Linked DNA regions of Mus musculus: regions 2, 3, 4, 5 and 6 are each linked to region 1. A link is a contact called in public Hi-C, HiChIP or PLAC-seq, Micro-C and promoter capture Hi-C data. All regions are on one chromosome and are shown on one strand. Each heading gives the region's core, a stretch centred on a gene start, on an enhancer-like site or on the middle of the called end of the contact. The rest is flanking DNA. Distances are from core to core; before and after follow the strand shown.

Region 1 (3,474 bases), core at 397-2,896:
TATGGCCTCAGTGTGAGAAAGACGATGCTGTTGTCAACTTCTTGAAAAAAAAATAATAACTCAGGCAAAGATTAGACACGTCGTAGGTGTCATCTTTAGCAAAGCTAGTGGGACTCTATTGCTTAGCATACACATTTGTGCTTTGGGGTTTGAGAGATGGCTCAGCAGGTAAAGTACTTGCTAGGCAAGGCTGATGACCTGACTTTCATCCCAGGATTCCACAGTGGAAGAAGATAACCAATGTCCAAAAGCTGTCCTCCAGCCTCCACTCAACAACCACGATGCACATGTACTCTCCCTATAATAATAAATCTTAGAATTCCATATTTGTTCATTTGCTTTGAGACAAGAGACAAGGTCTCACCATGCAGTTCTGGCTTGCTTGGAACTTGCTGTGTAGAACAGACTGGCCTGGAACACACAGAAATCTGCCTGTCTCCACCTCCCGAGTGCTAGGATTAAAAGTATGCCTCACCACAAGCAGCAAAAAAGATTTTTTTAGAGACAACTGAAATGAAGTAAGAAAGGCATATTGGTGTGAACTGAGAATCCCAGAACTTGGAGACACCAATACATGTTCAAGGCTAGCCAGAGCTACAGAGCAAGTCCCTCTTTCAAAAATCTGGACAAACAGGGCCAGGGCGTGGCTCAGCAAGTTGTGCCTGTTGTTAAGCCCGATGACCTGAGTTCAATTCTCAGGATCCATGTGTTGGAGAGAGAAGGGAACTGACTACCAAAAGGTGTCCTCTGATCAATATCAAACAAAATTTTTTTTTTTATTGCATGGAGAAGAGGCTTAATTAAAATTGTTCCTGGAAGAGAAAAAAGTGGAAACATGGTACCCAAGCTGAAAGGACAGGTGGCGGTGGCGGCACTTAAGCAAAGAAATAAAGGTATGACAGGAATCCCTAAGGCCCATCTGGATTCCTTTCCTTTATTGCCCAATAACAACGTGGAATTTATTGCGTTTTTGTTGTTGTTGGTTTTTTGTTTTTGTTTTTTTTTTTTTTTTGGTTTTGGTTTTTCGAGACAGGGTTTCTCTGTATAGCCCTGGCTGTCCTGGAACTCACTTTGTAGACCAGGCTTGCCTCTGCCTCCTGAGTGCTGGGATTAAAGGCGTGCGCCACCACGCCGGGCTTTTATTGCGTTTCTTTTAGCAGACCATAAGCTTTAGAAGGTCAAGTCCTCATCTATTGCATTAATCACTGTATCCCTGGGAAGGAGAGATGGCCACTAAACAGTCGCTGGCGAAGAATAGGCACAACGGTGCTGCAGGGTAGCCCTAAGCACGGAATGAGCAAAAAGCACCCACAAGTTGGAAGCAAGGGATCCCCCCCACCCCAAACAAGCTTCTTAAGGGGGCTTCTGAAATAATATCGGAAGGGTGGAATCAGGCTTCTGGAATATTCGCGAAAGGGGCAGGTGGATTGTACGGACAACGGGGAATGACAGGTGAGCGTAGGACTCTCCTGGTCAGGAGGAGCGGGGCGGCGTGTGGCGCATGCGCACGCATGCCCTCTGCCTGCCTCCTCACCGGGACGCGCTTGCGGGCGAGTGCACGCGCGAGGTCGAAGCGGAAATGGCGCCGCGGGGCCGCGCGTGCGGGCGGCGAGCGGAAGTGGGTGTGAGAGCGGAAGTGGCCGGCTGGAGCCGGGGGCTGGGCGGGGACCGGGATCGTCAAGTAAGGCGGCGGCGGAGGCGGCGGCGGCTCGGCAGGCGGGTTGAAGCTTCGGGGGCCAGGTCGGTCGGGTGGTGGCTGCCTGCTACAGGCAGCGCGTGCCGGGCCAGCGCGTGTGTCCGCCTCTCCCCACCCCGCTCCCCGTCCCCTTCTCCCCTCACCTACCGCACCCAGCCCCCCTCGTCAGGGGCAGCGGGGCCGCTCCCTCCGTCCTACCCTCGATTGCCCACCCTCACCGCCCTTGTTTCTCCTTCCCCTGCCCGGGGCAGCCGCCGCCATGATCCTGCTGGAGGTGAACAACCGCATCATCGAGGAGACGCTCGCGCTCAAGTTCGAGAACGCGGCCGCCGGGTAAGCGCACGCCGGGAGGAGGCCGAGTTGACCCCAGCTAAATCCCGGGTGGCGTCCAGCTCCCCAGCCCTAGAGGGGGACAAATCGGGAACCTGGCGCGGCTTCAGGGTTTCCCTGGCAGGATGGACGTGGGAAGCCACGGGGCGCGGTGAGCCGAGGGCCTGAGATGCGTGGGGAGAGGCTGAGATAGGGATGCGGAAGCAGCGAGAGGACAGGGGCAAGGCGTGCCAGAGAACAGGAGACCTGTAGGACGTGAGGGCAGCCGAGGCCAGAAGTCACGCCCGAGAGCCTACGGTCCTCAGGGGGGAAGAGAGGGGTGCACTTCCCTCTGTCTTTTCCGTCATTGTACCGAACCCAGAGAGACCCTTTTGGGGAAGCTGGATTGAATGGAGTTTTCAGGAATTCCCAGGGCGAGGTGGGAAGAACGTGTAGGCCCAGATCGCCACCAGCATTCTGCTTCCCCACCCCCATCTCTCGAGACCCCAGGAAAAGCAGGAGGCAAGACTGAAAGCAGACCCAGGCTGCTAGGGGGGTAAAAAAAATCTCTAACCTACTGTGAAACTAGCCATTTTGTTATATATCCTTTAGGCAAAGCCAACGGTTCTCCATCCACACTCTCTTTAGCTCTCGAGACAAGCTTGCTCTATTTACTTATTGGTTGTGTGTCTTAAATTCTTATCAAAGACCCCGGTCTTTGATTTCTTCTGTAGTAATGCCGACTGGGTTAATAGCTGCTTCTGCTCCCAGAATCTATAAAGTTCTTAAGATAACCATTTATAACATCAGCATCTTAATATATGGGACGTATTTCCAGCCCTCTCTGTCATACACAAAAAAGCAAACTCCTCCCTTAAAGCCGCGTTGCCTCTCTAATATATTTAAAACCTGAGCAGAGGAATTGGGTTTTAGGTTCTAATTTATGGTGGCCTGTGGCCATTCCTTTGCCTCATTTCCTCATTGGTAAAGGTGGGGCTTCACATTTTGGTTTCACAGTTAGGAAATAAGTGCAGGCTGTTTTCTGTGAACTAGGAACTAGAAATAGGAAAGTGCTTGCCGATCCACAGAGGGAAGAGGACTGGGAGAGGGGGAATTCATTCATTCTCCCCCTTTAATTCTAAGCATTTGTAATGAACTTGTGGTTCACAGACATCGAAAGCATGAACCCACTACTTACTCGGAATACATTGTCTGCTCCGTCTCTTTTGTAAGGTTACAGATTTTACCTGCAAAACAAAATGGGACATTCCTTGAATTGGTGCATTCAGTGTCATGCTGTTTCCTGCCCTGGACTGCAGTTGAGCATTTGTGCACCTCACTTGTTTCTTGTCTGCAGCTTCTTTGCATTTTGAGTTTTGGAGTTAGTCAACACAGGGCACTTACTGTGGGTGAGGGGGGTGCGTGCTTTTTTTTTTTTTTAATTAGTGTAGCACAAAGGAGGAAGTTAA
Region 2 (3,689 bases), core at 1,037-3,536, 1.2 Mb after region 1:
ATCTGCATGTAACAAGCTGCTGCTTCATTCCAGTGCCCTGGAGTTCCCCCACAGACCCCACCCCACCCCCCAGCCCGGTATGGAATTACCACCCAACGTCTTTCCTTTTAGAGGTGGAAGACTCCCTGCTGACCTGAAGTTGGGGGGCAGGGGGAGGTATCACGATGGAGGTCAGCATGCTGTGGAGACAGCTTGACCCTGAGCGCTCAGCCGATAGCGCGGAATTCAGACAGGATATCAGGGCAGTGGTGGATGCTGGGGGAGACTAGGGGGCAGCTCCCACTTTCTTGGCAGAGTCCCAGACCGAAGTAACCTTAAAAAAGCAATTAAATCACCCTTTTTTTAAAACCCAGTAAAGAAAAATCAATATTGGGAGAAAAGGGAAGAAAGAAAAGGAGGGATGGTGGGTATGTGGTGCAGGGGGTGGGGGTGGGGGGGACTTTGGAAAGGTCTGGAAGTCGACGGGGATGCGGGGGGGGGGGGCGGGAAGAGTATGGAGGACTACTGCCAGGGTACCAAGTAGAGAGGGGGCTAGCTGTCTGTGGTCACTTGGACCTTTCCATAGGAACTCAGCGCCTGCTTCCAGTGCCAAGTCAACTTCTGCTGTGTCCCAGCCAAAAGCAGCCCTTGAATCTGCCCCCCCGGGGTGGGGGTCTTTTCCTCCCAGTGTTGGGAGCCTGCTGACCTAGACTCATGGGAAGCGTGTAGGGACACCCAGCTGTGGGGCCCTGGGAAGCCACTTTGCTGAAAGGTTGGGAACATCTAGTTAGAGCACCATGCATGGCTAGGACCAGGTGTGTGGGTGGATGACACACTGGGGTGCCCCTCACTAGGAGCCTGACCTAGCCTTGCAGCCAGGGTGGGCCGAGCAGCGGCCTGAATCCCCTAAGGGGAGCTACGCTGATGACCCTCCCTCGGGGCCAGCCTGAGACTGCAGGGCCAGGCTGACGAAGGGGAGGGGTGGCCGTTGGACAGCGTGTGGACCTCGGGCTCTAATCCCCAGCAGCTGCCGTTTCCCTCAGATCGATTCCCTTCTCACTTTTTTTTTTCAGCTGCTGGTTCCGCGGCTTGGATCGATGGAGCCGCCTCCCCCTCCCCTCTGAGCTTCCTCTCCCTGCTGCTCATTAGCACCCCGATTAATCAGCCCCCCTCTCCTCCCAGGACAAGTGCTTCCTCTCCCCCATGAGGACTCACACTTTTACACACCCCCAGGGGCCACAAGTGGACCATTTTTGCTACCCCCAAGCGGGAGGTGCCAACGTACCCCCCTCCCGGTGAGCCAATAGGGGCTTCCACTTCCTCTCGTGATGGTAACCCATGTGTCTGATTTCCCTCCAAGATAGCAGCCTGCAAGGCAACCCTGTCTAGCTCTGCCAGAGGACAGGACATTCTGGGCACTGATTTCCTTAGCATAGTATTTCCATTGAAGCCCCCACTCACCTTCCCACCGGCTCTAATAGCTCTCCTGGGCGCTTCATTTCCTTCTACCCTGCCTCTGAGCTCTTAGCTCCCCGGCCTGGCTCATCCAGATTCCCCTCCTCTCCCCCAAGCCTTGTCATAGCAAGGGATTTGGAGACTAAAGGACTAGTAAAGTGGCTACAGACAAGTGAGCCAGGCAGGGTGGCCTCTGCTTCAGTCACAAGAATGACTGAACCTGGGATATGGGGCAAAGTCAGAAAAAGGGAACCAGGGTCCCTCCTGGAAGGGGTAGGGATGCGGTGGATGTTGAAATCAGCAGCAAGGCTCTAGGGGAGGGGAGTCTGAGTGAAGCCACAGTTGTCTCTTCATCTCTCTTGCCTGCCCTCCCCTTCCTTCCCTCCCTCATTCAAACAAGTGGCTCTCACAAGGAGTTGCTGGAAGCTGCTTTGAGTGGGGCAGTGAGATCCCTGGAAGGCTGGAGTCAGGAGTCAAGGAAGCTGGGAAGTGGGGTTGATTGACCCTTCGTGGGGTGTGGTCCAGAAGAAGTGGCAAGGAATGGGCTGAGAAGTCAGCATAGCACCATTCCCAGTTTGGCCCGAGACTAGGCTATCCGTGGCCCCCACGCTTGACTAAGGTACAGCGAGAGAGTTTCAGAAGCACCCCTGATCCTGGAATCTCCATCCTGGGCTGGGGTAGGGTGGGGCTTTTCCCTCCCTGGCCTGGCTCCTGCCTCCCGTGCCAGTGCCCGACGGTGAAACGCTGTTGACATGTCCTGAATTATTAAGCACGGGGTGGGCTCCAGAGCACATGCTGAGCGGAGCGGCTGGGGCTGCGCGGCGTGGCGGAGCAGCGCTTGCTCCCTCGCTCACTCGCTTGCTCGCAGGGACACACGCAGGGGCTGACAGCTGTGCGGGTGCTGATAAGGGAAGCCACAAGGAGACGATCGAGGAGAGAGACAAGCGGCAGCAGAGGCAGCAGCGGCAGAGGCAGCGCCGGGGCTGCGGAGCTGCTGGGAGTGGGAGTGACGCCCCCACCTCGGGCCCCCACCCTGTCCCCGTCCTCCTCCTGGTTGCCCTGAGTTTAGAAGAGCAGCCGCTGCCGCCACCACCACTCCGGAGGGCACCAGGGCTGCTGTCCAGGGAGGGACAGTAGCAGTGAGGCTCTGGCCAGTCCCAGCAGCCGGGGACAGATGCCGATCGAGATTGTGTGCAAAATCAAATTTGCTGAGGAGGATGCAAAACCCAAGGAGAAGGAGGCAGGGGATGAACAGAGCCTCCTGGGGGCTGCTCAGGGGCCAGCAGCCCCTCGGGACCTGGCCACCTTTGCCAGCACCAGCACTCTGCATGGGCTGGGCCGGGCCTGTGGCCCTGGCCCCCATGGACTGCGCAGAACCCTGTGGGCACTGGCCCTACTCACCTCACTGGCTGCCTTTCTGTACCAGGCAGCCAGCCTGGCCAGGGGCTACCTGACCCGGCCTCACCTGGTAGCCATGGACCCTGCTGCCCCAGCCCCAGTGGCGGGTTTTCCGGCTGTCACCCTCTGCAACATCAACCGCTTCCGGCACTCGGCACTCAGCGATGCTGATATCTTCCACCTGGCCAATCTGACAGGGCTGCCCCCCAAAGACCGGGACGGGCACCGTGCAGCTGGCCTTCGCTATCCAGAGCCTGACATGGTAGACATCCTCAACCGCACTGGCCACCAGCTTGCTGACATGCTCAAGAGCTGCAACTTCAGTGGGCACCACTGCTCCGCCAGCAACTTCTCTGTGGTGAGTTCTACCAGCTGGGCCACCTGAACCTGGGGTGGCCAGAAGCTAAGGTGGGGGGTGGAGGGTAGTACGTGAGGGTATCCTCAACAGGGCTTCCCTTCCTTCTGCCACCAGAGGCGGGCCTCGTGTCTCCCTCAGCTGGTGTTTCCCTCTGGCTCCTCAGTCCAGGAGCAGTGGATGCTCAGAAGGGCTTACCCCGTGGCACAGCTCCTTCTCCTCCTCTTCTGCTGCTGCTGCTGCTGCTGCTGCAGTGTTCAAGGTTCAGGGGCCAGGGCTATTCCTCGGGATGGACTCAGGGCCCTGAAGCTGGTCTTCATCCCAAGGCCAGACAGACTGAGCCCCACTTTGTTCTTGTTCTCCTTTTCTTCGGGGGCTACTGGATTCTTCTTCCCACCAAATCAAAGTGACAGGGAGAGGGTTGCTAGAGGGGAGAGGTGTCCCTGTCTAAGGAAGAACTGGAGGGGGGCGGGGGGAGAAGGGCTGCCTTCTGGGGAGCTGG
Region 3 (3,757 bases), core at 554-3,053, 1.4 Mb before region 1:
TTGCCTGACTCTGCTGTCCAAGTGCTGGGATTAAAGGCTCACCGCCATACCAGACTCTTTACTGTGTTTTAATGCCAGTGGTAGGAAATATAGCTAGCAATGTGGCTCTCACTTGTAGTTTACAATGGATGTTTATGGCACACCATGATGCAGGGTGGTATCTCTACTACAAAGGAGTCCTCAGTCGGTGAGGCCAATAGGAACATATTCCAGGGCAGGTACAAGACACCAGAACACGTGGAGATGTGAACTGGAGCCTCCCCCAGCCTTTGTTGGTTTCCTTCTGTTAGATCGCCATTCTGTATAGCTCCCGTTATTGTCAGAGGTCCATCCCTCTGCTCAAACACTGATGCTGTGTCCCTGACACGCCCAAATCAGGCCAAGTCTCAGCACAATTAGCTGATTTCCCTGCCAGTTCCCCTATCTCCCCAGGGGTTTTGATCTCTGGCCTAAGTGACTTTCTAGTTTCAGTATCACTCTTCAATTTTTTTTCATCATTTCTGCTGGTCCGGGTGTTGAGAATGCGCCATCGATAACCCTCCATTTCCCTCTACGCAATTACCAAGCTTTAGTCTCACACCCGTCCCCCTTCTTTTTCATTCGGATAGTCATCTTCCACAGAGGTTCCTACAGAAGTTCAAACTCTCCTCCATAACTCTTCCTCTCCTAGTTTCTTAAGATTAGAACTTTGTCTTCTAGGAGGCATAAAACTCAAACAGACATATGAACAAAAAGCCGCTGAATTGAGATAGGCCCTGAGCCCAGAAATTAGAAAGGATGGCTTGGAGAATCTTGTGGGGGAATGGAGACGCCTCACTCGTTGTTAAGGTCACAACCCTGGCAAATGAGTCAATAACTAAGGTCCTGCCAGGCTGGAGTGATGGAGGTTGGGGGCAGCTAGGCTGGGTGATTCAATTGGAACAAAGGAGGCAGCCACTCTTTTCTATTTGAAAACCTGAGCGAGCTCTAATCAGCCTAGCGCTAGGGCTTTCTCTAATACCTGGGGAGGGGGGTGGGTGTCTAATCTGACCTTTTCAAGACCCTTCAGTGGGTGTGTCTTCAGACGTCTGGGGGGGGGGAGGCGGGGAGAGTGTGTGTAAAGGTGGGCGAATAAGGCAGCGTTTGTGGATGGTGACCCGGGTCTCTAGGGGATTAGAGGGCTTGTGGGGCAGAGGTTTGTGAGGCACCAGGAAACACACCAGGTTTCATTACTTGCAGCGGTGAGCTCTGGGCTGGGAAACTGAAGTTGTTGCTAGGAGGTGCTGTCTGGGACGAGCCTGGTCTAGAAGGACTGAGCGTCCGCGGGACTCACTCAAGGTCATTGTTCCTAGCAACACGAGGGCTGTGGGGAGTCGGTGTGAGCTCCGAAATCTTTAAGGTCAAGACTGCTTTTGTGTTTCCCCGGCAGTCAGTTCACAGCCGGCCACGTGGGAAGTGAGCAAACTAAGTCCTTCCAAATCGAACTAAACTAAAAGACAGGAGACAAAAGCACAGGCTCTTTCCCACTCCACGCCGATTCTACCCACGCTTGCAAGTTATTCTTACTCTCCCGGAGCGGACAAACCCAGGCTGAAGGGAGCAAAGTCCTAACCAGGGAAGAACAGAGGGGTCCGCTTGAATCCCCTAGGAACGTAGGGTGGGCGAGTGGGCGTGTGCACAAGCACGTGCCCTCACGCAAGAGTGCGGGGGGGGGCGGTGCGGGGGGGGGCGGTGCGGGGGGGGGGGGAAGGGAGTGGTCTCCATAAGGGGGAGGGGAGAAGGCAGGGGGGCGGGGAGAAGCAGGCTTTTTAGGACCCGGCAGAGGCGGGGGAGGAGAAAGAAGGCAAGGAGGCGTCTCCCGCATTCGTCTGGGCCGTGCCACCTGCCCGCTAGCTCGCTGCACTACCGTTGCCCACAAGCCAACATGCTGCCGAGATTGGGCGGCCCCGCGCTGCCGCTGCTCCTGCCGTCGTTGCTCTTGCTGCTGCTCTTGGGCGCGGGCGGCTGCGGCCCCGGGGTGCGCGCCGAGGTGCTGTTCCGCTGCCCACCCTGCACGCCCGAGCGTCTGGCCGCTTGCGGGCCCCCACCCGACGCGCCCTGCGCCGAGCTGGTGCGAGAGCCCGGCTGCGGCTGCTGCTCCGTGTGCGCACGGCAGGAGGGCGAAGCATGCGGCGTCTACATCCCGCGCTGCGCCCAGACGCTACGCTGCTATCCCAACCCGGGCTCCGAGCTGCCCCTGAAGGCGCTTGTCACAGGCGCGGGTACCTGTGAAAAGAGACGCGTGGGCACCACCCCACAGCAGGTTGCAGGTAATGCGGACTGTGAGCACTAGTTTTGGGCTTGGGAGAAACTCTCTCGTAGCTCAGCGGGTTCTCCTGGCTGGTGACTCTCACGTGGGAAAAGAGAGTCCGACGGGACCCTGGGACTGATGTAGAGGAGAAAGAGCTTAGACCTTAATCAGATCCAGGGAGACTCTTGAGAGCGGGAACCCGAAAGACAAACCCGGGAGGGAGGCTGCGGGTGGAGCAAGCGGGATTTGATGGGGTAAAGGAGGAGAGGAAAGATACCTTGCCACCAGGGTCTTCCTTAACGGGACTTAGCGGGGAGGAAGGTGGTCTGATCTAGGGGCTGAGGGGGTGGAGGTGGGGGTTGAAGAGCCTGTAGGAACTTGAAACTCATTTGAAACAAAACTTGAGTCAGTGACCACCGGTCGAATGTTTAGCGGTGGGCGTGCTGCTGGCTGCCGCGCACAGGTGACACTGCAGACCTCGGGTGAGAAAAGATCGAATGGAGAAGCTCCTTCCTTCTGGCGTTGGGAGGTGAGGAGAAGGGTAAGGATGCACGTGGAGAATGGAGCGGGCTCCATCTGTGTAACTTAAGCCGGTTGGCCAGCTGCGTTCCGGCACCCTGGCTGTGCGTCTGGGCCTCCGGTCAGAATGCTGGAGCCGCTTGAAAGCCAGGGGAGCTACAGCTCTTAACGCGGGTGTGTGTCACACCGTACCTCCTCCTAAATCTAGGGAACTTTTTCTGTCTCACGGGATGGGGAAGGTGGGGTTCTTTGTTAAGGAGCCCTTCTTTCTCAAAAGAAAAAAAAAGTTAAGGGACACAAGCTGACTGCGAGGAGTTCACTTTTTTTTCTTCACGGTTTGGAGAAAGCTGCAATTGTCTTGGGGACAGCGCTGAATTTTAGCTAATGTTTAAAAGGAGGCTTTTACTATGTTTCTTAGACTGGGGGTAGCCTGGAGAGATAGGAGAGAGAGAGAGAGAGAGAGAGAGAGAGAGAGAGAGAGAGATAGGAGAGAGAGAGAGAACAAATATCTTCCCTGTTTTTCGATTTCTTTGTGCGCCCCTCTCTTTCCCTGGCTCAGCCACTGTCCCTTTCCCAATGGAGTCAGAGGTCAAGTTTGAAGTCTTGTAGTTCTTGAGGCATTTTTGACCTTGACTACAGAGCAAGGTGGAGCTTCCTCAGAGGGGAGTCCCAGGGTTTCTTCTCTCTCAGCCTTGGGTTTGATCCTTGCTCCTGTTTCTAGGTAATAATAAAGGAAAAGAATTCCGCTTCTCAGGCCCCTTCCTCCCTTATTACCTCTGGAGCCCCAGAGGAATTTTCTTCAGCAGGCCTTGCAGAATCCTCCGGATATTGACTGTTTTACTAAATCTGGTGTACTTTCCTCTCAGAGTTTTATTTTCCTCTCAGAGTTTTATTTATTTTTTCCTCCCCACCCTTCGTTGCTTTCATTCTAAGCCTGTGAAATTCAGTCTTTCTGCTTCTCAAAACTCT
Region 4 (3,328 bases), core at 110-2,609, 1.1 Mb after region 1:
TTTCGCTGCAGATGGATGGCCAGATGTGGGATGCGCAGGATGGGCCGTTCTATATGGACGAGCCTCTGCTCCAGCCGGCCTGAGGTAGGGCACTGTGGCCAACCGGCCAGGTCAGAACTGGGCACCTCCCAAATCCAGCTGATAAAATCCCTTACTAAACCCAGAATAATCATGTCCCCTCTTCCCCACGAGGACTCTTCACTGGTACACTTAAGAAATGGGAAGACATTCAAGCTTCAGGCTGCCGGAAGTGAGAGCCTCCCCAGTTCCTAGCCCCTCGATACCACCTTGATAATGACGCGTCCAGCCAAGGTCAGGTCCCGGTCGAACCATGTGCTCCAGATCCCACCGCCGTAGGTCTCAACACCGACCTGGTGGTAGCCCACCTGGCTTCGGCGCGATTTGCGTTTCACCTGAGCGTAAGAATGAGAAAAAAGGGAATGTCTGAAAGACAACATCTGGAAGGGAGACTCAGGCAGTAAGTTATACAGAGCAGATAGCACATCAGTTGACAGCTGAAAGTGTATGTGGGGAACATGAGAGCATGGGGCGGGTCTACCTTCTTCCCGGGACCTTGGGATAGGGCCTTGCAAACTCTACCTCCAGGATCTCTTCTTCCCAACCGCCCCCCCCCACACCTCCCTTCAGTCCAAACAAGTCCTAACTTCTTACCCTGAGACAGGGACTGTCCGTGTGGGCCCCAATGAGGCTGAAGCCATTGCCAGGAACATACTGGCCCCCCACAGCAAAAGCAATGATGGAGGAGGAGTTTCTGGTTAAGAAGTACTGGGGGAGAGAGTTGAAAGACAGGGGCGTGAGTTGCTTTATGATCCGGGACACAGGCCTTTGCAATAGTGTCTGCCCCCACGCTATCCCTTAGTACCTTGTTTTCTGGTACGATATCCCAGCCCTCTGTTTCCTTGAGTTCACGGAAGCCAGCCTGGAGGAGGCGGCTGCGGCACTCAGCCACGACTGTAGGAAAAGGGCTCTCTCAGCGATGGAAGTTGGTCAAGTCACTCCCACTCCTAGCCTCCCTAACCCTGGTCACCTACCGTGGAAAGGAGAGGGACTCCGGTTCACGAACTTCAGGAGCTCTCGGGCTGTGGCCTGGATGGCCTCTTTCCGAGCCCTGCCGTTCATAGCCATCTACAGGGAGAAGTGGAGAGTTCAGGTGGCTGCCGGGTCTAGGATCCCTCTTTCAGCCCCCTAGAAATGAGAGCCCCAAGGCTCAACCTCTGCTTCCGAGGACTTCACTGGCGACAGATGTGGATTCCTAGCTCGATCGCTCTCGGCTCAAAGGTTCAGTCCCAGGGCAAGAGGACCTCCACCCAGTTTTGTCCCTGGAGTACAGGATCGGAAAGGCCCGCCCCCTAATCAGATAATCCACGCCCCGCCCAGCTAGGAAATCCCGCCTCCAAGAGGACCTCAAAGCTGGAAAGGCCACTAGCCGGCGCGCCACCGTGTCCGGAATCAAAGCACCACTACACCTGTCCCTTAGCCCCGTCAGTCACTAGACAGCCCTTCCGGCTCCGGGAAGGTCAGGCCACCTCGGAGGGTTTCAGTTTTACTTTGAAACCGGAGTACGCCCGTGTCAGCGCCGCCTTAAGCTTAGCTCCGAAAGGGCGCGCGGCCTGCCACCGAGCCGAAGTGGAGGCGGGACCGGCAACAGCAACACACCTGCATAGCCCCACCGCACTCCGCTCCAGGAGCCGGACTCCGGCCCGCCCCTGACGCTCCGCTCCTCCCTCCCGGATCAGGCCTCGCCTTCGCCGAGCTGTGGGCTCCGCCTCTCGTCAGGCCGCACCGGGACTCCGCCTCTACCAGGCCTCGCCCCGCCCCCGCTGCTCCGCGAGCTCCGCCCCTGTCAGGCCTCGGTCGGGTTCCGCCCCCTCCCGCTACTCGCTCAGCTCCCGTCAGGCCTGGTTCCAAACACGCTGACTGCTCTGTGCCAGTCAGGCCGCGTCCCGCCCTCACTACTCCGAGAGCTCCGCCCCTGTCAGGACGCGTTCCGGTTCCGCTCCCGCCTCACCGACCCGCCTTCCTCCAATCAGGCTGCGTTCTAACCACGTGGACTAGTCAGCTCCAGTCACACCGCGCCCCGCCCCACTGTTCCACTAGCTTTGCCCCGTTAGGAGCCACGTCTCATGACCCGCCCTCATTGCGCCACTAGCTCCGCCCCGTCACGCCTACTCTCCAGACCTTGTCTCCGCTGTCCGGGCTTCCTTGGCAGGCCCCGCCCCTGATGCCTCTCTCGCCCCGCCTCCATCAAGTCGAGTCCTCCAGGCGTTGACCCCCCCCCCTCCGCCCTTTCCTTTGTCAGCGGCCTCGAAGCCGCTGCGAGGCGTTCCGCTCCTGGAGCACCCTCAGGCAGGACGGCCCACCGCGGCGGCGGCAGCGCGCTCTAGCGCCCCGGTGGTGTTAGCACAGCCGCTGACTTCCATGAGTTTATGTTATGATAAACGTTATCGTATGTAATTCTCACAATTTTACTGTCAGCATTTTGTAGACAACGGAATTATGAGAGTAATCTGTCTCTAGTTACAAATGGATGGCACAGCTGGGCTTATGACTCCATAAATTAGTGTGCAGAGCCTAGAACAACTGCAAGAGACTTTCGTAGGCTTTTTTCTATCCTCTTTGGTTAAATGTTATGCTACTTAGTAGGTCTCAGAGGAACACAGAAGTCAGTGACCTTTTCAACACAGCTGTTTGGGTGGCCCTGAGGTTTGATTCTGATACTCATGATTTTTTTTTTCTTTCAGACAGGATTTCAGTTTTGTTCAGGCTTTTCCAGAGCTCACTATGTAGCCCAGGCTGGCCTCAAATCCATGGCAATCCTGCCTCAGTCTTGCAATTGTTGGAGATACAGGCATGAGCCGCCCCTACTGGCTCTTTCTACTCCTTAAAGCAGTTGAGGGGGGCAATTCCAATATTATGTTTCCATGTCAAGAATGTTGAATAGCAATCTTAAAACTCATCCATACATCGATGGATCAGGACTCTTGTGGCTTTGAGGTTCAAAACAGAGTCGACCTACCATGAGTGTAAAAATAGTCTTTCCAGGGATCACAGGTCTCTGGGGTGGGGGTGGGGGGCATCTGTTGCTTTTATACTTGGGATGGAAATGAACAGGGATAGATTCTGGAAAGGTCCTGCCACCCTCACTTCAAAGGGGGCAGTTTCAAGATCCGTTCAGTGGGTGACAGACTACATCTGTGTAGCTTCTTAATCATCCTTTAGATATCATTGTATCCCTACTCATTTGTACAGTTAATTAATTACTCATTAATAATTATGTAAGTCGCATTATGTATGAAGCTGAGTGCTA
Region 5 (3,675 bases), core at 897-3,396, 1.9 Mb before region 1:
GGAGGAAGTGGGCAAATAAGGACTAGACTCTGAGGGCTAGCTTTAGGAATACAATCTAATGACTTTTAGTAAGGTAGAGGAGATGAGAGAGAAGGGCAAGGCCTGCCAGAGCCGTGTTTGCCATACTTTGGTTCTCTAGAGTTCCTTCGGATAGTAGCCAGGAACTCTGCTGCATTAATCATGTTTGTTCTTTCCCCCTGGATTAAAGGAAGCTTTTTTTTAGAGCAAGCAATGCTTAAACTCCATGCATTTTCAGGACCATGGTCTTCTAACTGCTTAGAAGTGGGTGGTTCTTGAGACTTCCATAAAGATTGTGTAGATGCAAACAAGGACAGCTACTAGAACCTCTTTTTATTTTTCCTAGGAAACAGACTTGTATTGGAAGTGTGTGTGTGTGTGTGTGTGTGTGTGTGTGTCTGTAGAAACGAGGGAGTAAAAGAAACAGAAGGGATGGAGGGAGGGAGAGAGAAGGAGGAGGGGAGAGAGGGGGAAAAAGAGAAGAGGGAGAGAGGAAGAGAAAAGAGAGACTCTATCCGAGATGGAACTATGACACAGCTTGCAAACATTCTCTGTGGTAAAGCCCTAGTAACTCTAAAGATGAACCATAGTAAAACTATAACTAGAAATAACGTTTCAGTTTCAAAAAATTCTCTAGTCTGAATAAAAGCATGGAAGAGTCCTCTGGGTGCGAAGTGTCTGTCTAGACACCACTGTGTTTATTTTAAAATTTTTATTTGTTTATTTTCTGTGTATGAGTGTTTTGCCCGTATGTAGGTTTGTGTATCACATGGGTGCCTGGTGTCCTCAGAACCCAGAAGAGGGTATGGGATCCTCTGGAACAGGAGTTACTGATGGCCGTGAGCTGTAATATGTGAACTGAACCCCAGTCCTGTTCAAGAGCAGCGAATGTATTTAACTGTTGAGCCATCTCTCGAACCCTATCAGCTTCGATTTTTAAACCTTCATTCCCTGAAGGCTTCTTCAAAAATTCTCCAAATCATATCAATTTTAGTGCCTGTTTTCTTGGGACCATTTTCAACAAAAGAGAATCTGATTGAACGTTTCCCACATTGAACAGAGGTTTGCAGACATTTTCCAGGTCTCTGGACCTTTTGTCCAACCACCTGCAGCTTGTGAGTCATTTTTGTATAGAAAACAGGCAGTTTCTGTGCAAGGGTTATCAGAAGGGAAGAACTGCAGGGCAATTTCCTTGCAAATGAGTGGTGAACACTCACGGGAATTGACAGCCTCCATCTCTAGAAAAGGGCATCTTTCCCAGCCACAGACACGCCAGGGTAGTAGGAAATTCTTCCCAGAGGCTAAGGTGTTTTAACCACTTTGTCTGTAGAGTTGAATGCCTTTCCTACTTTTTCTTCCTTTTTAAAGATTTATTTATTTATTTAATATATGTGAGTACACTGTAGCTGTCTTCAGACACACCAGAAGAGGGCATCAGATCCCATTACAGATGGTTGTGAGCCATCTTTTTCTTTTAACTCGGTGAACTCTCACTCTTCTCTTTGGACGTTGATCTAAGGTCATCGTGTTCATGGTTTTTTTTTTTTTAGTATCATATTTAGAAGGCCTTTAGAGGAGTTAAGTGACTTCGTGGATTCATCTTACACAGGGGACTTTTAACTCCAGAGTGCCAATACAAATTGCTAGCGAAAGGGATTATTATCAATTGAGTAATAGCAATTATTATTTTTTTTTTAGTTTTAAAAATCATGTATGCACGCGGCTGCATGTGGGTATGTGCATTGAGTGGAGGCCAGAAGAGGGCGTCAGATCCGCGGAAGGCTGATGTAGGTGCTGGGCTTTGAAATACCCTTGCGAAAACAGTACACATTCCTAACCTGGGACCCTTTCCCTTTAACCCCCTATTTACTTTTTTACTATTAAACTTGTTATTTTAAATTTATTTATTTACTTATTGTGATGTGTGGGACACGTGGAGATCAGAGGGCAACTTGTGGAATTGGTTCTTTTTCTCCACAATATGGGTGCCTGGAGCTTGAATGGGCTCGTCAGGCTTGATGACAAATGTCTTAGACGGCAGAGCCATTTCTCCAGCCCAGTACTGACTGGCTTTTAGCGGCTCAGAGAACAAAGCCTTGCCTAAGGAGGCAGGGAGAGAATTCTGCGCATGCTCAGAGCCCATGGCTTCCCCGCCTTGCACGCGGGACGTCTGGATCTGTGGGTTGCCCGGAACTGAGTTGCGACACTCTAGGTTTCCGCCCGGAAAAAGTAATCAAATCACCTGAGGACCAGCATGGCGTGGTCCGGTAATAAGGTACCGAGAGCAGGGCCTTTTGCCTTTCCTAAGCCGGGGATCTCTAGAGGGTGGAAGCTGTGGGAATCGCAGCTGAGTCAGCACTGAAGGATGGATGCTCAAAACGAAAGACTTGGGGTTCGGAGTTCTGCATTTGAGTCTTGTGCACCTTCACGCTTCCGAAATCCTCCCTCCTGCTTCTCCAGCCTCTCACCCTTCCCTCCTCCCTCGTTGCTTCAGTTTACTTTCTATCCACGCCACCTGCTAACACAGACGTCCTTTATTGCTTCCGAACCTGGGTTCTAAAAATCTTTGTAAGTTATCGAGGATAGATCCCCTACATGCCAGGCTCGTAAAACTTCAGAGGGGTTTTGTGATTCTGTGAATGAAATAACTCAAGGTGTAATATTACGTAATATTATGACCTTCATAATAATTTAAAAATCTCGAATTTATTGAAAGCTTACTGTGTGAGGCACAACTAAGCCCTTTATTCCTATTTAATTAAATCTTCACACCAAACCGTGAGACGACCATTATTACCCTTAGCTTGTCAGTAGGAGAACCAAGCAAGACATGAAGAACTGAAGTGATTAGAACGTGGTCACCCTTTCCATGAGTGGTAACATGTGAATGGGAATTCATTCGGAGCTCTGAAAGAAAAGCAAAACAGAATGCTCAATTTCTAAGAATCTATGATCTTAGAATCCTAGATTAATAATGGAAATTACTGTAAACTTTAGAGAGGTTGTTTTTGATCACTAGAGAGAGATGCAATGGCAAGGATCCATTCATTCGTTTAATACAAACAAGATAGGGGTTCAATAACGGAGCTCTGTTTTCCTCCACCCCCATTTGGGAATTTGATGAAATTATGAACCCATAATGATGTTGCTCGCTTCCTTTGTTCCTCTGCCTTCAGTTGCTGAGAACTTTGTAGCTCCCGTGAAGGACTTACTGTGGCAGATGTACTTGATAAAATTCTAGCAGGTTGTATTGCTTCAGTGTGGTAATGAAGAGCTGCAGTACCCTCCCAGTTTGTCTTCCCTGGTTTTCTTACTGCTTCCAAAGACTTTAAATTATCATAAACCATTCTTCCAGACCAGAATTTACACTGTCAAACTCTTTGATGCCTTACTCTGAATCTCTAATTCTTGACAAAAGACTCCCAGTCTTTTAGTGTTTGCTACTTTAAAAGTAGATTTGTGGCCGCCTATTAAAGGAACACAGCCAGCATATTTTGTGATGCCTACATTTAAAAAAAAAAAAGATTTTTATGCTGAAGGAATCACTGTGGGATGTAATTTGAATTCCTCTCAAAGGTATTCTGTAGTTTATTAATGTTCATCCCAAGATAGGTTGTTGTTGTTTCTGAAACCTGTTAAATTTCAGAGTGTCATGTG
Region 6 (3,505 bases), core at 988-3,487, 2.0 Mb before region 1:
GCTTTTGTTTTTTTGGTTTTTCGAGACAGGTTTTCTTTGTATATCCCTGGCTGTCCTGGAACTCACTTTATAGACCAGGGTGGCCTCGAACTCAGAAATCCACCTGCCTCTGCCTCCCGAGTGCTGGGATTAAAGGCATGCACCACATGCCTGGCCCAATATAAACCCATTGTTAACTACAGAGGTGTATCCAGTATTCCCATTTTATTGTATTTTTAAAGATTTATTTATTTATTTTATGTATATGAGTACATTGTAGCTGTACAGATGGTTGTGAGCCTGCATGTGGAGGTTGGGAATTAAATTTTAGGACCTCTGCTTGCTCCTGTCAACCGTGCTTGCTCCGGTCCACCCACTTGCTCAGTCCCTGCTCACTCTGGCCCAAAGTTTTATTTATTATTATAAATGAGTACACTGGCCAGTACTGGCAAGAATAATGATCACATGTATCTGGTCTCAAATCGTTTCCCACCTCTGCAAGGTTAGCCCTACAATAGTAAGTATCCCGTGCCCTCCAAGGTCTCATTGAGGTATCTGACAAAAATTAAGCAAAAATTAATGGCACAGCCAGGCGTGGTGGTGCACTCCTTTAATCCCAGCAGAGGATTAAAAAAAATTAATGGCATACAATCTTAGTGACTGTTCTGTTGCTGCATCATGACCATGGCAACTCTTTTTTGTTGTTGTTTTGTTTTGTTTTTTTGATTTTCGAGACAGGGTTTCTCTGTGTAGCTCTGGCTGTCCTGGAACCCACTCTGTAGACCAAGCTGGCCTTGAACTCAGAAATCCACCTGCCTCCCAAGTGCTGGGATTAAAGGCGTGTGCCACCACCGCCCCGCAACTCTTGTAAGAAAAGTCATTTCATTGGGGCGGGTTTACAGTTTCAGAGATGTGGCCCAATCTCATCATGGTGTGGTGGGAAGCATGCTGGTAGGCTCTGGAACAGTAGCTGAGAGCGAATTCCTGGAGCACGGGCAGAAAAAGATTCTGGACTTGGCATGGGCTTTTGAAACCTCAAAGACCACACCCAGTGACACACTTCCACCAACAAGGCCACACCTTCTAACCCTTGTAATCCTTTCAAACATTCCACTGCCTGGTGACTGAGCATTCAAATATATGAGTCTGTGGGGGCCATTCTTATTCAAACCATCACTGGTACCTTTACCTAAAGGATTTAAATGCTAATGACAATCCATTAAGTAGTTGATGGTTACAAAGTGATTTAAAGTTACAAATATAAGAAAACACAACAAAATCTCTGTAATAGGATGTATCAGGATGGTGTTTGTGTTTGGCATAAGAGGTCCCAAAGCCTTGGGGGCAACTCTAAGCCCAAATCCTACAATATTGAGTACTTACACATAAACACATTTAGAAGTTTGGTCTTTTAGTATTTTGCCCTTTATATTTGGCAGATTGTCTTTTACTTGAGGCTGGGTCTCATATAGTTTAGGCTTTGCCTGATCTGGTCCTCCATTCTGCAATTTCCAGTGGCAGTGGTTGGAAAGCATCCTACCCAGCTTTATTCCCTATAACACTCAAAGAGGCACAGAACCAGCCCAGAGCCTACAGCTCTTCGGGGTAAATTCCTCTCAGGATTATGTCTGTCCTTAAACTGAAAATGATCTAAGGTTCTGGGTACCAAGGAGCTAATAAGAGTAGTGACTGTCCACTCTTCACTCCCACGTGCCAAACATCATCGATCCCTGCATTATTATTGCATTTGATGTTAACCATCGGTATTTTTTAGCCTGAAAACTGTAGAAAAGTTCAAAGACATCACACAATTTATTAAGGATTTCAATATATGACATTTTTTTTTTTTGGTCAAGATTTACTACAGTTTTTACCTAAGTAGGTTTGCCTTGACAACATTGTGAAAACACCTAACAGAAAATCACTAGCCTGCTAGACTCCCTGTGGAGCCAGCCTCTCAACAAGGGAAGATTGTCTTAAGACAACGCGAACTAGGAGCAGTAGGTCCACCCTTCAGCCACCGTCCTGCCTCAGAGTTTATCCAGTGCATCTGGCCGTGGACATGCCCCCTTCAGGTCTTTCTATTTCCGGTGGATTCCAAACCGCAATAGTCTGTGAGTCGGCCTGTGAATCGCGGAGGCCGCGGGGAAGAGCTGATTTGCACGTCCTGCCTCCACGCGAGGGGCGTGGCGACGTGCACAGGCCTAATTTGGGCTTGTGTTGTCACGCCCTTCGCGAGGGGGCGGGGCATGCAAATCATACTCGGCGTGCGCGCTCGGGAACGCCGGGAGAGCCCGGGTCGTGGACGTTGAATCTGAAGCCGTGGGTGCTGGAGTGGGAGTGAGGTGTGGAGGGCGCAGACGCGGATCGGAGGAGGAAGGAACCGCGGGGGAGGCAGGAAGTGAGGGTTGCGAGCGGTCACCACAAAGGTAATGTGTCTCACGGACGCAGAGCATGGCTGCGTGGTCTGTATTTGGTATCGCTTCTCGGCCTTTTGGCTAAGATCAAGTGTAGTATCTGTTCTTATCAGTTTAATATCTGATACGTCCTCTATCCGAGGACAATATATTAAATGGATTTTTGGAACTAGGAGTTGGAATAGGAGCTTGCTCCGTCCACTCCACGCATCGACCTGGTATTGCAGTACCTCCAGGAACGGTGCAACCCCTCTGGGGAACAATGTTGGTTAAATGTAAGACATTTAGGACTATTATAGCTCGTAAATACAGGCTGCAGTTACTTTTTCTGTCTTCTTTTCTACTTTGTAGTTACCCGGGTCTCGTTAACCCCTCTTTGATAGACCAGGCTGGCCTCTAACTCGGAAGTCCGCCTGCTTGCCGCCAGTTGATCTTTTTCTATTGCTTTACTTTTCTTATTATTATTCAGGTTTCATATTTCCACTACCAGGCTTTTCAGGCAGAGCAGCTCGCTTCTTTACTTTTTTACACAGTCTTTCCATCCACTGGTCAATAACTGTGATTAGGTGGGAAAGACTCTAAGGTTTTTATCTCTTTTTTTCCCCTCTGGGGAATAATGCTGGTTTAATAAGAGACCTAGAAATTAGGCCAACGTGGATTTCTTACCAACCTGTTAGTTTTACTGCACATCACTCTACATTGCTGCATAATATTCTACATAATGTCTAGCTTTTGATCTGGAAAGAGCTGTGAGGCTGTAAGGTTACTAAGATGGACAAGTTATTTTCAGCTTACTGTCACAAAACACTTGCTAGTTATGTAAGTCTGGTGGCATTAAAAACTCTTAGGCTTGCATAATTTTTCTGAAAGCTAAAATTTTGTTGACTGTTTATGCCTATGCTGATTTTCACAGCAAAGACCCGCTCTAGGTATGTTATTTTTGTACAGTAACCTATAAATAATGATTCACTGACAGAAGTTGTGTCAGAGTCCTAGATTCTTCTGAAATAAATTATTTTTAAAAGGATTTATTTATTTATTGTACATATATGAGTACTGTACCTGCCTTCAGACACACCAGAAGAGGGCATCAGATCCCATTACAGATG

The links. Promoter capture Hi-C pulls out the DNA fragments that hold promoters and counts their contacts. A called contact is a pair of places that touch in the nucleus more often than the background predicts. HiChIP or PLAC-seq counts read pairs in DNA pulled down with a chosen protein or histone mark.
Region 2: a Micro-C map of the G1E-ER4 cell line shows a contact between it and region 1. The contact joins the promoter of Asic4 here to the promoter of Arpc2 in region 1.
Region 3: a contact with region 1 is called in a promoter capture Hi-C map of embryonic stem cells, with 2.5 times the contacts expected there. The contact joins the promoter of Igfbp2 here to the promoter of Arpc2 in region 1. A contact is called at or near these places in 2 of 39 promoter capture datasets (cranial neural crest and embryonic stem cells) and 1 of 115 datasets of contacts at active chromatin or transcription factors (embryonic stem cells).
Region 4: a Hi-C map of pre-B cells shows a contact between it and region 1, with 7 times the contacts expected there. The contact joins the promoter of Dnpep here to the promoter of Arpc2 in region 1. A contact is called at or near these places in 4 of 39 promoter capture datasets (the C10 cell line, erythroid cells, liver and 1 more), 2 of 484 Hi-C or Micro-C datasets (erythroblasts and pre-B cells), 3 of 115 datasets of contacts at active chromatin or transcription factors (the 230-238 cell line, large pre-B cells and thymic regulatory T cells) and 2 of 9 other capture datasets (liver and pancreatic islet).
Region 5: a Hi-C map of B cells shows a contact between it and region 1, with 7 read pairs. The contact joins the promoter of Xrcc5 here to the promoter of Arpc2 in region 1. A contact is called at or near these places in 8 of 39 promoter capture datasets (the 3T3-L1 cell line, the HPC-7 cell line, embryonic stem cells and 4 more), 1 of 484 Hi-C or Micro-C datasets (B cells) and 3 of 115 datasets of contacts at active chromatin or transcription factors (embryonic stem cells, extraembryonic endoderm stem cells and large pre-B cells).
Region 6: an HNF4G HiChIP or PLAC-seq map of pancreatic cancer cells shows a contact between it and region 1. The contact joins the promoter of D230017M19Rik here to the promoter of Arpc2 in region 1. A contact is called at or near these places in 4 of 39 promoter capture datasets (cranial neural crest, liver, pre-B cells and 1 more), 1 of 484 Hi-C or Micro-C datasets (B cells), 2 of 115 datasets of contacts at active chromatin or transcription factors (large pre-B cells and pancreatic cancer cells) and 1 of 9 other capture datasets (adipose tissue).

What each region holds. Positions count from the first base shown.
Region 1 is chr1:74,234,871-74,238,344 of GRCm38.p6, forward strand. Arpc2 (actin related protein 2/3 complex, subunit 2) reads left to right here and starts at 1,647. Exons shown (of 10, transcript NM_029711.2): 1 at 1,647-2,029. The coding sequence starts at 1,956.
Region 2 is chr1:75,448,224-75,451,912 of GRCm38.p6, forward strand. Asic4 (acid-sensing (proton-gated) ion channel family member 4) reads left to right here and starts at 2,287. Exons shown (of 10, transcript NM_183022.3): 1 at 2,287-3,190. The coding sequence starts at 2,609.
Region 3 is chr1:72,822,677-72,826,433 of GRCm38.p6, forward strand. It overlaps Igfbp2 (insulin-like growth factor binding protein 2), which reads left to right and starts at 1,804. Exons shown (of 4, transcript NM_008342.3): 1 at 1,804-2,288. The coding sequence starts at 1,904.
Region 4 is chr1:75,315,658-75,318,985 of GRCm38.p6, forward strand. It overlaps Dnpep (aspartyl aminopeptidase), which reads right to left and starts at 1,360. Exons shown (of 15, transcript NM_016878.4): 1 at 1,234-1,360; 2 at 1,053-1,146; 3 at 884-972; 4 at 673-786; 5 at 288-413; 6 at 1-92. The coding sequence starts at 1,146.
Region 5 is chr1:72,305,275-72,308,949 of GRCm38.p6, forward strand. Xrcc5 (X-ray repair complementing defective repair in Chinese hamster cells 5) reads left to right here and starts at 2,147. Exons shown (of 21, transcript NM_009533.2): 1 at 2,147-2,293. The coding sequence starts at 2,273.
Region 6 is chr1:72,241,756-72,245,260 of GRCm38.p6, forward strand. D230017M19Rik (RIKEN cDNA D230017M19 gene) reads left to right here and starts at 2,238. Exons shown (of 4, transcript NR_155355.1): 1 at 2,238-2,408. It overlaps Gm24497 (a small nuclear RNA gene), which reads left to right and starts at 2,458; the gene lies at 2,458-2,648.